3 separate regions of the Mus musculus genome follow, and all the other regions are linked to region 1. Evidence: chromatin contacts called from public HiChIP or PLAC-seq data. All regions are on one chromosome and are shown on one strand. The core of a region is the stretch at or near the end of the contact, and the rest is flanking DNA. Distances in the headings are between cores, read along the strand shown. Region 1 holds the start of Cand2 (cullin-associated and neddylation-dissociated 2 (putative)). Region 2 has its middle 13 kb from the start of Pparg. Region 3 overlaps Syn2 (synapsin II).

Evidence for each region. HiChIP or PLAC-seq counts read pairs in DNA pulled down with a chosen protein or histone mark.
Region 2: an HNF4G HiChIP or PLAC-seq map of pancreatic cancer cells shows a contact between it and region 1. The contact joins the enhancer-like site here to the promoter of Cand2 in region 1. A contact is called at or near these places in 6 of 39 promoter capture datasets (the 3T3-L1 cell line, cranial neural crest, embryonic stem cells and 3 more) and 1 of 115 datasets of contacts at active chromatin or transcription factors (pancreatic cancer cells).
Region 3: a FOXA1 HiChIP or PLAC-seq map of pancreatic cancer cells shows a contact between it and region 1. The contact joins the enhancer-like site here to the promoter of Cand2 in region 1. A contact is called at or near these places in 8 of 39 promoter capture datasets (the 3T3-L1 cell line, embryonic stem cells, frontonasal cranial neural crest and 4 more), 1 of 484 Hi-C or Micro-C datasets (the N1E-115 cell line) and 2 of 115 datasets of contacts at active chromatin or transcription factors (the NIH/3T3 cell line and pancreatic cancer cells).

Annotation. Positions count from the first base shown.
Region 1 is chr6:115,772,069-115,776,797 of GRCm38.p6, forward strand. It overlaps Cand2 (cullin-associated and neddylation-dissociated 2 (putative)), which reads left to right and starts at 2,489. Exons shown (of 15, transcript NM_025958.2): 1 at 2,489-2,610. The coding sequence starts at 2,543. It overlaps Mir7660 (microRNA 7660), which reads left to right and starts at 3,589; the gene lies at 3,589-3,651.
Region 2 is chr6:115,346,711-115,351,184 of GRCm38.p6, forward strand. No RefSeq gene overlaps it. Among named protein-coding and RNA genes, the nearest start is that of Pparg, 13 kb to the right of the region's middle. Within about 2 kb of position 3,186, at least 30 of the 459 cell types and tissues checked have an H3K27ac peak or open chromatin away from gene starts, as enhancers often do. A contact at or near this core is called in pancreatic cancer cells, where this site is marked.
Region 3 is chr6:115,270,213-115,275,060 of GRCm38.p6, forward strand. Syn2 (synapsin II) reads left to right here. Exons shown (of 13, transcript NM_001111015.1): 11 at 3,984-4,044. Among named protein-coding and RNA genes, the nearest start is that of Timp4, 20 kb to the left of the region's middle. Within about 2 kb of position 1,904, at least 87 of the 459 cell types and tissues checked have an H3K27ac peak or open chromatin away from gene starts, as enhancers often do. A contact at or near this core is called in the N1E-115 cell line, the NIH/3T3 cell line and pancreatic cancer cells, where this site is marked.

The DNA.
Region 1 (4,729 bases), core at 1,239-3,738:
GAATTGAATTTTAGGACCTCTGCTCACACCGGTCAACCCTGCTTGCTCAGGCCCAGAGATTTATTTATTATTTTACATAAGTACACTGTAGCTGACTTCAAACACACCAGAAGAGGGCATCAAATCTCATTACGGGTGGTTGTGAGCCACCATGTGGTTACTGGAATTTGAACTCAGGACCTTCAGAAGAACAGTCAGTGCTCTTACCCACTGAGCCATCTCGCCAGCCCTGAGCACTTGTTACTCTTGCAGAGGACCTGGGTTCAATTCTCAGCACCCACATGGTGGTTCACAACCGTCTATAACTCTAGTTCCAGGGGATCTGACGCCCTCCTCTGGCCTCTTCGGGTACTGCATTCACATGGTACACAGACATACATGCAAGCTAAACATTCATATACATAAAATAAGACAAACCTTTAAATTACTTTAAAAAGTTTGATTGGAATACAAATCCAATGTAAGATGATGCACTCTACAGTTAGAAAACGCATGCTTTCATTCAACACATGCAGGCTTCCAGAGTCCCACTAAGTGCTCAAGGAGTAAGATCTGAAACTCTGAACTGTAAACAGGGTTTACCAGAGGAGTGAAATAGCAACCTTTACCCAAATCAGTCTATTGTTATAAAAAATGAAAAAGGGGGCTGGAGAGATGGCTCAGTAGTTAAAACCATTTATTGCTCTTGCACAGGTCCTGGGGTCCCAGTATGCATGTGACAGCTCACAACAGTGGGTAACTACAGTTTCTTGGAGTCTATTGCCCTCTTCTGTCCTTCATGGGTACTGCAATATATATATATATATATATATATATATATATACACACACATATATATATATACACACACATATATATATACACACACATATATATACATATACATATACACACATACATATATACACACATATATATACATATATACATACGCATACATACATACACACACACACACACATATATATATATATATATATATATATATATATATATATATATACACACACATATACATATGTGTATGTGAGCAAGAAACTCCTAGATACAAAATACAAATAAATAATAATGATAAAATGTAAAAAATTCCAATTTTGTCTCCACTGTCATTTACTAAATAACTGCCTAAGGTGCCAAGTGATTGCTATATTTCTCCCTGGGAGTATTCACAGTCCCCTGAAGGGCTGTCTCCCCTTCTCATTCATGAAACAATGACTTTCTTCTGGGATGGCCACATAGGTGTGAGCGAGACAGGAGCAAGAAGACTAGGAGAAATGTAGAGGTCCCTAGCCTCCAAGGCTTGGGACTTTGTAGCCACTGTTCAGTCATCTAGAGGAAGAGAAGTTGGATTAGGAGTCGGAAATCAAAGATGTAGCAGATGTCTCATTTAAATCCTTCCTTTCTTTATCTTTTTTTCTAAAGACAGGATCTATGTAGCCAAGGTTGAAATTTTGATCCTCCTGCCTTCCTGCCTTCACCTGCCAAGTTCTGGAATTGCAGGTATGAGACACCCCAGCCCCCTAGATTTCCTTTTACCAACCTGAGGGTGTGGCTCTGTGGTAGAGAAGAACCAAAACAGAAATTTTAATACATTTAAGATAAAACTTTCTTAACCAGGGTCTTGGTGCATGCCTTTAATCTCAATACCTGGGAGAAAGAGGCAGGCAGGTCTCTGAGTTTGAGGCTAGCCTGGTCTACAAAGTGAGTTTCAGGGCAGCAATTACTATACAGAGAAACCTTGTCTCAAAAAACAAAAACAAAAACAAAAAAGAAAAAACAAAACAAAGCAAGAAAGATAAAGGTTTCTTTTATTCCTTTGAGTAACTAAAAATAGCCAGCAGAGGTTGTGTGACTCCCCAAGCTAGGTAGCAGAGATTTGAAGCGACACTTCCTTTCCAGTTTAAAGAGTCCCCCTAAAGATCTACGCGCGCGCGCGCGCACACACACACACACACACACACACACACCTCCTAACTGGGGAAAACTGTGATCAACTTTAGGGAACAGCTATTGCTCTCGGCTTTGGGAACCTGAAGTCCGTCCTTAATTCATCTCAGGTTCTTTGGCTGTGTGGAACCTGGTAGAATCTGGAATTGCCATCCCATGTCCCTGTTTGCATGAGTGCCATTGAGAGAGCAAAGTCAAGGGGTCTTCAAGGCACAATCGGGAGAAGGCGTGGTCAGGGCCGGGTGGTGAGCTGCTGGTGCCCATGCTGAGCAGAGCTGTCCAGGAGAGGGGGCCAGGCCCGTTACTTCAGTCCTGCTCGGGACAGGAGGGGAGAGAGAGAGAGAGAGAGAGAGAGAGAGAGAGAGAGAGAGAGAGAGAGAGAGAGAGAGAGAGAGAGAGAGAGAGAGAGAGAGAGAGAGAGAGAGAGAGAGAGAGAGAGAGAGAGAGAGAGAGAGAGAGAGAGAGAGAGAGAGAGAGAGAGAGAGAGAGAGAGAGAGAGAAGGGGCGTGGCCGGTGGGGGAGGGGGCGTGGTGGAGGGGAGGGGAGGCCGCGCCGCCATATTCGATTCGACCCGCAACCCCGCGGCGCAGCCAGCATGAGTACCGGTGCCTTCTACATCTCCAGCCTGCTGGAGAAGATGACGTCCAGCGACAAAGACTTCAGGTGCGCCCTGTGGGGGCTCGGGACTCGTTTTCAGGGGTCTCAGCCTGTCCCGGCCGCCCCTCTGCTCCCCTGCCCCCCCCCTGCGGACCCCTGTGGGAGCCCCCGGCCTCTTCGCCTGGGCCTGGCTGGGCCTGCAGCCCCGCCCCCAGCCTCTTCCCGCCTTTGCTGTGCTGGCCTCTCAAGTCCCCAACACTGGGCGCCCCCCAGGCTCTCCAGTGAAGTCCCCGTCGGCCTCTCTTTGGAACCCAGTGCAGTCCTCTTCTGACCCTCATTGAAACAGGCCGCTTCCCTGCACAACCTCCATCCAAGGCTATCTTCCGAGACCCACACTTCTGCCCGGTCTCTAGGTTACCCCATCCCCCGCACCCTGTACCCCTACCGGGTCTCCTAACCCTAACAAACTTTACTTTTCTTTCATCTCTTTCTTTTCATCCCGTGCCTTTTCTCCCTGGCCCCTCATCACCACCCCATCTTCCTTATTCCCCTCCTCTCCCAAGATGGTTTAGAGCAGGAAGCAAAGGTTGGGGTGAGGGCTATCTCTCTCCCCCATTCTTTTTCTCCTATCCTCCTCTCCAAACACCACAGAAACACAGGAACAGAGTTGGCAAGAGGAATGGGAATATCTGATGCAGCCCCTCTTGCAGGGGAAACTGAGGTTCAGTGATAAAAAGGGGTTGTTGGTCAGTTGTGGACCCTCAAGTCAACAGGACAGTGCACCATTCTGAGTCTTCTGTCACAGTAGTTATCCCTCCGATTACAAACAGGGAAAATTAGGTTCAGGGACATGAAGGGCCTGGATACAATGCTAACGGTAGGGCCAAGCAGAGTTGGAGGTGTCAGTGGGATTCCCAATCTAGCCAGTCCGGAGGGGCCAGAAGCCTATTTGTGTGGTCTGACCTTTTCCGTGTCCTGTAAATACAGTCCTCAAAAATCTCTGTGCAGCCCTAAGCCCCACAGTGGTAGTAGGGCTTGGGATCCTTTGCCCTGGCTTCAGATCTCGGCAACCATCACTAACTAGATCTGTAAGTGATGGGCAAAGTACTCCATGCCCTCTGAGCCTTAGCTTAGCTGTTTGTGCTTTAGGTAGCAGGTAAGTGCTTTGTGAATGGTTGTCCTGACTCTGTGCAGGGAAACGGGGCAGGTCCTGGTAGACTGTTCTTTGTTCTTTGGGCCCAAGTTCTTTCTGTTCTCCAGAAGTCTGGAGGGGGCTTTGACTTACTCAAAGTCACATGGCCTGCCAGAGTTGAGGGAATGACTCCTGGGCCTATCAGGGAGTTGGCTCTATCACTCAGGGCCTGAGAAGCCCTTTAAATCTGTCCCTGCCAGCAGCGTTGAGGACACCTAAAACCACCCTGAGCATATGAGAATGGTTTCTATTTTTAAAAGTCTGAATACCAAGAGCCTGAGCCTCCTCCCAACCCCCGCCCCCCACCAGCTGTCCAGGCACCATGTGTCCCAGTGTCCTATGGTGCTGCCTCTCAACATGGCAGGAGACCATGGCTTATGGTTCCCAGCGGGGAATGTCTGACTGGGGTTCCAGGCAAGGGACAGCCAGCCTTGGTTCTCAGTTTTATTTGGGGATCAGACTCTTGACAGAGAAAACCAAGAACTTGAGAGGTCTGACAGGGATGTCCAAATCCTTTTTCACTGAGGCAGTGCTGTTTGAGGATTCAGGTGACCTACCTCACGCTGGTGCTTCGTAACCTCTCTGAGCCTGCTTGCTCAGATTGACCTATTAAAACCCTCAAGGATGCTGTGGGAGAGGGGCAAAGACAATTTCCGTTTTATTCATGGAAAAACCGAGGCTTGGGGTTAAGGAGGCAGCTGGCCAAATTTTACCTCACTGATAAGACAAGTATGTTTACTTAAAGCCTCGCTCTGCTTTGGAGCTCTTGCTTGTCAAATTATTATCCCCACCACCCCAGCACCATGACATTTCCTCTGAGAGTGATGTCTGCAGACCTGAGGTGTTTGAAATGCTGCGGTATATTTGTGAATGTTGATTTCTGGGTTCGGGTTTCCACGAGGCCGCTTGGCTCTAAGCCAGTGGTTCTCAACCTTCCTAACACTGCACACCTTTAATACAGTTCCTTGTGTTGTGGTGACCTCCAACCATAAT
Region 2 (4,474 bases), core at 1,936-4,435, 420 kb before region 1:
CTTAAATGACCAAAGTAATTTATTTACTTATTTTCTTCCATTGCTGGGCATGGAGCCCAGGGTCTTGTATTTCTGTGCATGGTGCATTCTGAGCATTGAGCTGTGCGCTCATCCTGCTCTGTGTCCTTAGGACTATTGAAGGTGTGTCTTGATAGTTACTTAAGTAAAAGGAGTTTAGGGAAATGCAAACAGGTAGAGGTTCCATTATTCAAGTTTTTGGTTTGAGACTCAAACCAAGTAGTTCATGTACCCTAGCCCTGAGCTACACATACAACCTTACTATGCTATATAATCATATCCCTATACCAATTAAATATGTGTAAAGAATTCAGAGAAAGTTGAACACTTTCAACATAGAGAAACAAGAAATTTTTAACTAAATAGAAATATGAATCACACTGACATGATATAGATGTGTATATATAATTTGACACTGTACTCCATATATATAATTTTGTGTCAATTAAAAATTTATAAATGAATGAGCATGTGGCACTAGCTACTTAGGAGATTGAAGTCAGAGAGTCCTGAGTTCTAAGCCAACGTGAACATTATAGGGAGATGGCATCTTAAATAAATAAAGGCAATTTTTCAAAAGTTAAACATATACAGAATTTACCAAGTATAGGTTTATATGTTCTGAATGAAAAGGCACTTTTTAAGTGAAAAATTCACAAAATGATGTACTTCAAATAATCTATGCTAAACCCAGATAAAGGTGTGCATGTGATCAACCATGCATGCGTGGAAGCACAGTCTTAGAAAAATGGGCAGACAGGGGACTTGGAAAAAATGTCTCATTCAGGCAAGTTGCGGTGGGGTGAGGGACAGAGAAAATTTGTTCTACTGATTTCTGTCTTTTTTTTTCAACAAGAGCATAGCCATGCAACAGAGAATAATTATTTTTAAATGAAAGAAGTAAAATAACCCAACAGGGCTGGCAGTAACTCTGAATTCTCGATGTGTTTTGCTTTTCTGTGCTGGGAACCAAATAAGGACCCCGCGCATGCTCAGTAAGCACCTTACCGCTTGCTACGTGTCCCAGCCTCCGGCCATGTCTGGAACAATTTAATCTCTGTTAAGAAGGTCAAAATCTTCGGAACTGAACAAAATTATCACCAGAAGTGGTCAACCAAGAGGTCTGGGTACGGATATGCTTGTATGTACTAGAGATAAGAACACAAACAAAATCTGGAATGAAACCCTTCTCGGGTGTGATTATGGGACTTTGATTTAAATATGCTTGGCATTTTAGGGATAAACTCAGGGGTCAGGATGCACAGCAGGGTACAGTGAGAAGGCACCTCACTGGGCACCAAGAGGTCTGAGAACCTCAGTCCGGCCTCAGGACAGTATCGAGTGGAAAGGGGAAGCAGGTTACAATGCCCTGCCGGGAAGACCGTTATCGCTCAACCAGGAGCCTGGTGTGTACATCTAAAAAGTTCTGGGATGTTAACAAGAGTGAACTACCTTCTCTCTAAATTACACTGATTTTGTCAATCGATTCTACATCTCCATGCAAGATTTTTGACCCTTAGAATTTGAACCCAGACCCGGGGGGGGGGCGTGGGGGCGTGGTGGCGCAAGCCTTTAATTCCAGCACTCGGGAGGCAGAGGCAGGCAGATTTCTGAGTTCGAGGCCAGCTTGGCCTACAAAGTGAGTTCCTGGACAGCCAGGACTATATAGAGAAACCCTGTCTTCAAAACAAAACAAAACAAAACAAAAAGAATTTGAACCCAGAACTTTGTACTTGGGCTACTGAGGAGCTGTGTCCCTCATCAATCCCTCACCTCTTCTGCTTTCTCTGCACTTTCTCCTTAGCATAGGATGTCTTCCTATTAAAGACAACGATAAAAAAGATACCCTGTTAAAAGCAGGAGCTGTATCTGACTCTGCTACCTGCCTGCCTTTGGAGCCCTTTCCCCTTAACCACAATAGAAGATGAGCCTCGTCCTATGGCAACATGATTTGCCAAAGTGGATTGATATCCATGGGAGGTGTCCCTTTTTCTGAGGAGAAAGGGAGGAAGGGAGGGTGACAGGGAGGTGAGGTGAGAGAGAAGGAGGGACTGAGAAGAGAGGAGGGTGGAGAAGCTAGAATCTGGATGCAAAAACAAACAAACAAACAGGAAAAAAACCTCAAAACTCTTCGGGGGAAAAAAGACATCAAGAATTAGTATTCCACTGCCAGGACTCAGAACAGTTCCTGTAGCTGTGCTTTCTCATGACCATGGTGGGCCAGCAAAGGCCAAAAGCGCCCCTCAAAAGTGAGATGAACTCACCTGAGCCCACCTCTTGGTAGACTTGTGTCACTAGTCTAAAATACAACAATAATTAACTTGCAAAAAGAAAGGAAGGAAGGGAGGGAGGGAGGGAAGGAAGGAAGGAAGAAGAAAGAGAGAGAGAGAGAGAGAGAGAGAGAGAGAGAGAGAGAGAGAGAGAGAGAAGAAACAAAACAAAAACCCATAAAGAAATCTAGATGGAGCCTAGCCAAGGTGACTGAGGCTGTAATCCTAGCACTTATGATGCTGAGGCAGGGGAATTGCTAAGAATTTGAAACCAGCCCAAGCTACAACTGTAGTCGAGGTCTTTCTATGTATCTGTTTCCTCATCTGTAGTTTTAAGATAATGTTTTGATACTAATAAAGACTAAAGTTAAAAACTGATAGTCAAATGGCTCATCTGACGGTGTCTGCAGTAGGTGTTCAGTAAACTGCCCTGAACTATCTAGCCTCTCACCAAAGCCACCAGTTGCCCTCACTGTCACATGACAGTGCTCTCTTACTCCCTCTCCCGCTCCCTCTTGGGCCCTCCCTCCCTTTTCTGCCATCACTGTTTCCTCCCCTTCTCCCTTTTTCCTCCCCCTACATCTGCCTTCTCCTCTCCCTCCTATTGCTCCACCATTTCCTCTGGAGACAGATTTCCTTAAATCACCCAGGCTACCACTGAACTTGAGAGCCTCCTCCAGTGGCCTCACAACTAAGAGTACAGGCCTTCCCCACAGTGCCTGGGCCACACCTATTTTTCTTTCTTTCTATCCTTTCTTTCTCAAGCTCACCCTCCTCCTACATTGGACTCTTTGAGGGTAGCTTCTGTCTTTCATGCTAACAGAACACAGGACAGAGGACACACTCTGTAGAGTTGGACAGCCAGCCCTGGCCCAGCCCACCATTCAGCTCAAGTAACCACGTGGCTGTCTTAGTCATACTCCTGTGAGCCTAGAATTTAGCCAGATGATGTTGAGATGGCTCAATAACATTCCAAAGAATTTACCAAATAGTCAATTTGCTCTGAGGTAATTAAGAGTTAACTATATACTAGAGTCCAAGGGAATCTAGCCAAGTCAATAAATTACTTACTGTTTACCGAATACCAACTGTTTCCTCCACACATTGAATATGTTTATGGTTTCCACAGCTTGCCTTTCTTACCGAAAGCTATTGGGATTAAACATTTTTTTTTCCGTGAGAAGGAAAAGATTTTTTGTGTGAGATAGCATCTTAAGTGACAGCTCTCAGATGGTTGGGAAGGCAATTCTCTGCCTGGACCGGAGCTTAGACTGTGTAGTTCACACAATAAAACAAGCATTGGCTATCCAGCCTGAACCTTGGACTCTGGGATGTTTTTGGGTTTTCCATCACAGAGATGGCCCAAAACTTTCTTGTGTATAAGAAGTGCTGAATGATGGAAGGAGGAACAGCAACTGGATTAGAAATGAGGAGGTTTTTTTTTTTTTTAATTAGATATTTTCTTTATTTACATTTCAAATATTATCCCGAAAGTTCCCTGTACCCTTCCCCCGCCCTGCTCCCCTACCCACCCACTCCCACATCTTGGCCCTGGCATTTCTCTGTACTGGGGCATATAAAGTTTGCAAGACCAATGGCCTCTCTTCCCAGTGATAGCCAACTAGGCCATCTTCTGCTACATATGCAGCTAGAGACACGAGCTCTGGGGATACTGGTTAGTTCATACTGTTGTTCCACCTATAGGGTTGCAGATCCCTTGAGCTCCTTGGGTGCTTTCTCTAGCTCCTCCATTGGGGGCCCTGTGTTCCATCCAATAGATGACTGTGAGCATCCACTTCTATATTTGCCAGGCACTGGCATAGCCTCACACGAGTCAGCTATATCAGGGTCCTTTAGTTCCAATTAAAAAAAAAAAAAGAAAAAAGAAAGAAATGAGATTTTGACTATTGAAGTCTTCCCATTCAGGAAGGCTTACAGAGGTAAGAGTCTACCTTGCAGTTGTTAGAGGACCTGAGTTCAATTCCCAGCACCCAGATTGGATGGCTCACAACTGCCTGCAGTTTTAGCTCCAGGGGTGTCTGACACCTCTGGCCTCTGCTGACGTCTGCACAATGCACACACATACACCTTATTTCTAAAGGGTCAAAATAAATCTTAAGAGTACTTCCAGGTTAAAATTATGGCTGTCCAACCCTACAGAGTGTGTCCTTCTGGCCCGTATTCTG
Region 3 (4,848 bases), core at 654-3,153, 500 kb before region 1:
GGGAGCTGATCAGAATAGTTCTGTGGCGTGGCCAGCAAGGAGCTTGGCCTGGCCCCTTTCCTGGGGCCAGACCCTGGGACCCTTTCCCAATTTCCTGTCTCAGATATGCTGAGCAAGCACAGGCCTTCCTCCTGGTGGGGGCAGCTGGTGTTAAGCCAACAATTCTCAAAAGTTGAGTCACTCAATGTCTTTCCTTCCTCAGCTTTCCATCCTGTTGGGGCCTCACTTAGATAGGAGCTCCTCTGCCAGTCTGTCTAACAAAAGCCACAGGGTGGGAAATTAGATGTACCTTCAGCAAAACCCCCATAGATCCTCATGGGCTACGTTTCTCTCTCAGGCCAGTGATCTGCAATTGAGTGGATCTTGCCCAAACTAAGGCAGTGATGTATAGAGAGAAGGCATGGTCTAACCCAACCCCAAATCCCCCACACAAGAACTACCCTCCGTGTGCACAAGATGACAGGAAACTAGTTAGCAATATCTTTTCCATTGATACATGTAGTTCTCACACTGTAGATTTACTCTTATTTAAACAAAAACAATGGCGTTACCATATATTATTCACTGGCTAGGACTTTATAGTTTATAAAGCTCATTTGATGTTTTTAAGCCTCAAAACTCTTATGTGAGATATGGAGGTTGTAATTCTTTATGTGTTGACATATCAGGAAAGACAATGAAGATGACCTATCCAGAGTCACCTGGCTGCTAAGAAGAGCTGGACCATCTGACCCCCAGCTCAGAAGGGTCTGTGTAATACCATGCACCGGGGCTTTTTGGTATGCCTGTGAGGGGGAAGGAAAGAAAGGGAAACCTGGGCACTCGTGGTGCCGTATGAGGAAACTTGCTCTCCTCCATTGATAGCCAGATGCTTGACCTGTCACTTCACCAGCTGCTTCATGGGACATTCATCTCTTCTGCCCCCCAGCCCCTTTGATTGCTAAAGCCCCACAGACCCAGCAGAGCAGGATATTAATTAGCCTACCAAACCTCTATGGGCGGCAGCTTGCTCTCCTCACCGAGGAGTCCCTCAAACCCTATGCCTTCGGGATATCTCTGTTCAGGCCCAGCAGCCCTGGGGCTTTTCTTGCCTCAAGACTGCACTGCTATCTCTTACCTCTGTCATCCAAAGAACTCAAATGCACAAAGAATTAGTGGAAGCCTAGAGACGAAGGAGCCAGCAGAACTCATCTGCCTGTGACAACTTGCATCCCCTATATAGTATCTCTGGCCAGAGTTTTTCTAGGTGCTAGTTGAAGAGTTCTCACAGTGGGACAGTCAGTGTTACCTAGGCTACCACTGACATGATTGACACTAACTCTGGTGCTGCCAGGGTCACATCATCGTTTAATCCTTGTAGTCTGACCATTTGGGGAAGCCAAGATGCAGAGATGTAACTTGTCAAATCTCATAAAGAAAGTGTTTCCAGTCTCTCAACCCCTATCTCTTCACAGACCCTACCAATGGACCCCTCCAAAGAGGTGCCCAGCGTGGTGACTGCTTTCTAAGGAGGCTTGACCAAGCAAGAAGGGAGGGCTCCCCTCCCCCATTAAGACACAAATGCACCTTCAGCCACATTAGTTTAGGCAGTGGTATCAGACTGACAGCCACTTGCAGTCTTTCCATAAGCTCGGTTTCACGGGGCTTTGTTTTGTAGGCAGTTAAAAGGCTCTTTTCCTCCTCCCTGTGTGTGTGCAGCTGGCCACGGGAGCTGGACTAAACATTCTTACCTGTTTGAGTCAACCAGCTTCCTGAGAGAAACTCTGCTGCTCAGGCTGACCACGAGGTCCTGCCTTGGGCTGGCTATATGCCAAATTTTGGCAGTGACGCCAGAGTGGCCAGACTTCTGTGGAATTCAGCATCCCAGGAGGCTCTTGGTGACTGGAGACAGATCCCGTGGTAGCCAAACCCCACAGGGAATAAGCCCTCAGCCCCTAGCAGACAGCAGGCTTGTGGGAGGAGCCAGAGTGTCTCAGCCTGGCAAGGGACAGTCCTAGGGGACTCTCCTCCTGGCTTCCTCAGCCCCTGAGAAGTCTTCCATCCCCAGCCTCAGTGGAACCAGGGACAGGAGAAACTCTTCAGGCGCCATCAAGGGTAGCCAAGGCACATTCCCAGGCTCTGGCCTCTCTCCCCAAAGCCTTGGGAAGGGCACTTTGGGGCTCATTTTATCCTTGAATGTCTCACGTGTGTATTTCTGTGACTGAGGAGAGCCAGGGTCAGCCTGCATGGTGGGTGCCTCCTGTGAGGCCTGAGGGAGAGCACTGGCAAGCACCAGTCTAGATGCTTCACATGACCTCGGAAAGAGACTATCAATAAGGTTGGGACCAGAAGGCATGCATTCTTTTAGGACATGTGGGGAACTGAAGGCTAGAAAGGTTAGTTCCACTGTGCTGGAGCAACTGGGAATCTTGGTATAACATCTTCTACTACATACAGCATTGTGAGGTGTAAAGGACAGGTCACATAAAGGCCCATTTACGTGGGACACAGTAAACACTCGGGAAATTTCAGGAGAATTAAGTGGCATGTCTAGGGAGAAGTTTTAAGAGGGGAACAGTGGCCATAGGGAACAAAGATTGGAGAGATGAGTGGGGAGGATTAGGAAGCTAGTTTAGAGGGACCCTGATGCATGAGTGGCGTAGGTGGCCACCAACTGGCTTAATGCTTAAGTGTGTATCTCAGTGTCAGAACTCAGAGCAGGTCTTCTGGAACCAGTTAGAGTCTTGGAAGAAAGGGATGTTTTGTTGTTGAAGGTGGCTGACAGGTAAGATGGGCTTCCCTGCTGTGGGGTACTAAGGATAATGCAAAGGCCAGGCCTGGTACTGTATAAACTTCTATACAGTTAGAGTCATGTCATCATTGAATGGCTGAGCACTGGGAAGAGAACACTTCTACTTCAAGGGTATTTGAGCTAAAAAGTGGCCCTAGGGAGCAGGAGAGACATGGCCAGCCTCAGCCACAGGGGCAGTGCGGGGCAGGGAGGAGAGACATGGCCAGCCTCAGACACGGGGGCAGTGGGGAGCAGGGAAGAGATGGCACTGAGGTGGGAATAGGGCTTGGGGCCTTCTCCTGAGGGCAGAGGGCACTGAGAGGGAAACGGGAGGCCGACTGAAGGCACATTTAGCCCACTTTGCAGCCCAGCTTGTGGAGGCACACTCTGACATCACCATCGGCCCACTTGGCACACTTTGGCTTTAGAGAATGTTTCCGGCACACTGAAGACAAACCCCTAACATGAACTGCCTGAAACACAAATGTGAGACAAACGAAGTCACATGCATCTTTGATCCTGTCAGGACATAATCAGAATCCCAGCTGGGAGGAGAGGAAGCGTAGGAGTGGAGCCATGCCGTCAGGCAGACTATAATTCTGCGTTCTGAGACAGCAAAACAACTTGGCCTTGAGCACTTTACCAGTATTAGCATCTTACCCCCATTCAGGTCCCTCTCTCTCCGGCGGTACAGCCTAGCCCAAAGAGTAGATCAGAACCCCACTAGCTCCTGAACTGACCCCACCCTACGGTTCATCACGATTAGAAAGCAGGCACACATAAGCTCATACATCTACCCCACCCTACCCAGACCTCATCACCACCCCTCCCTAAGAGCCATGGGCAACCCAGTTGCTCTCCTTTCAGAAGCTGGGAACAGAGAGTAAGTACAAATAGAACCTGGATGTCAGGGTGAGGGGTGACGACAAAGCACAGACTTAAAGTTCCAGGTAGAGTAAGTCTACCATGAGCAAAATGGAAGGGGCATGAGGAGGCTATGGTGTCCATCAGTAATTCCAAGACCCACACTGCCAACTTAAGACCAGCAACAGCCCAGAGGCTGAGGGTCCTTGGTGGTCTGCACATCAGGATTTCCTGAGCAGGCCCTGGGACCCCAGCATGGGCTTCCACTGAACTTGTCTCTGGCGTTTGCTTGGAGCTTTGGTTTTATCTCTTGTGGTATTTTTTTGTTGTTGTTATTTTTGTCTTCCAGAGTGGAACACTTAAGGAACCGGACTCCAGCAAGACCCCTCCTCAGCGGCCACCTCCCCAAGGTTGTTTACAGTATATTCTCGACTGTAATGGCATTGCAGTAGGTCCAAAACAAGTCCAAGCTTCTTAAAGCGATCAGTAGTTAATTTTCAAAACAGAAAACTTAAGCCAAAAATAAAAAGAAGAGAAAAGAAAGGAAGGCAGGGAGGGGAGCGGCAGATGCTCCGCAGTACACTGCTGTGTCCTCTCAGTGCTGACTGGACTGTTTCTCCTATGCAGTGTCAGCCCCCTGTCTGGTTGTTTACCTGTCCCTGTTTGTGCTTGTAATGCTTCTACGTTCTTCTGTATAATGTGTGGTTCCAGGGCTGTTTGTTAACAGTGTACAAAAGAATCGTGCCTCTCTTAAGTCCAGTGGGACTGTTTTCTGGGTGGTTTGATCGTGTTTTTAAAGCATCACATTATGAGGGGTGAGGTCCTAGCCCTGGGGTGGTTGGGAGAAACAGCCACTACAAAGAGGCCCAGCTTCTCTCCTCTTCCCTCAGGCTCAGCCTCACCTTCTCGCACTTACCTCCACGAGTGCTTGGGTCTTCATTGAACTGTGTTTAACTTCCTCCCTGCATGACTAGGGTAAATAGATAGCACTTCTAAGAGATTTCCAAGGTCTACTTTTCATAGTTCCACCCAGTGAACTTGAAGGCATCCATCTCTTTCTCTATTCGCTACAGTCTGGTGCAGTTCGAGTGTGTGTGAATAAGCTGGCTGTGCCTGTAGAGCTCTTGTGTTTTTAGTGACGAAATACAAAGAACCAGCTGCTTTCAGGAATGTGTTCCATAATTTATACCCCGTGTACCCTTCGTTTTTACTAT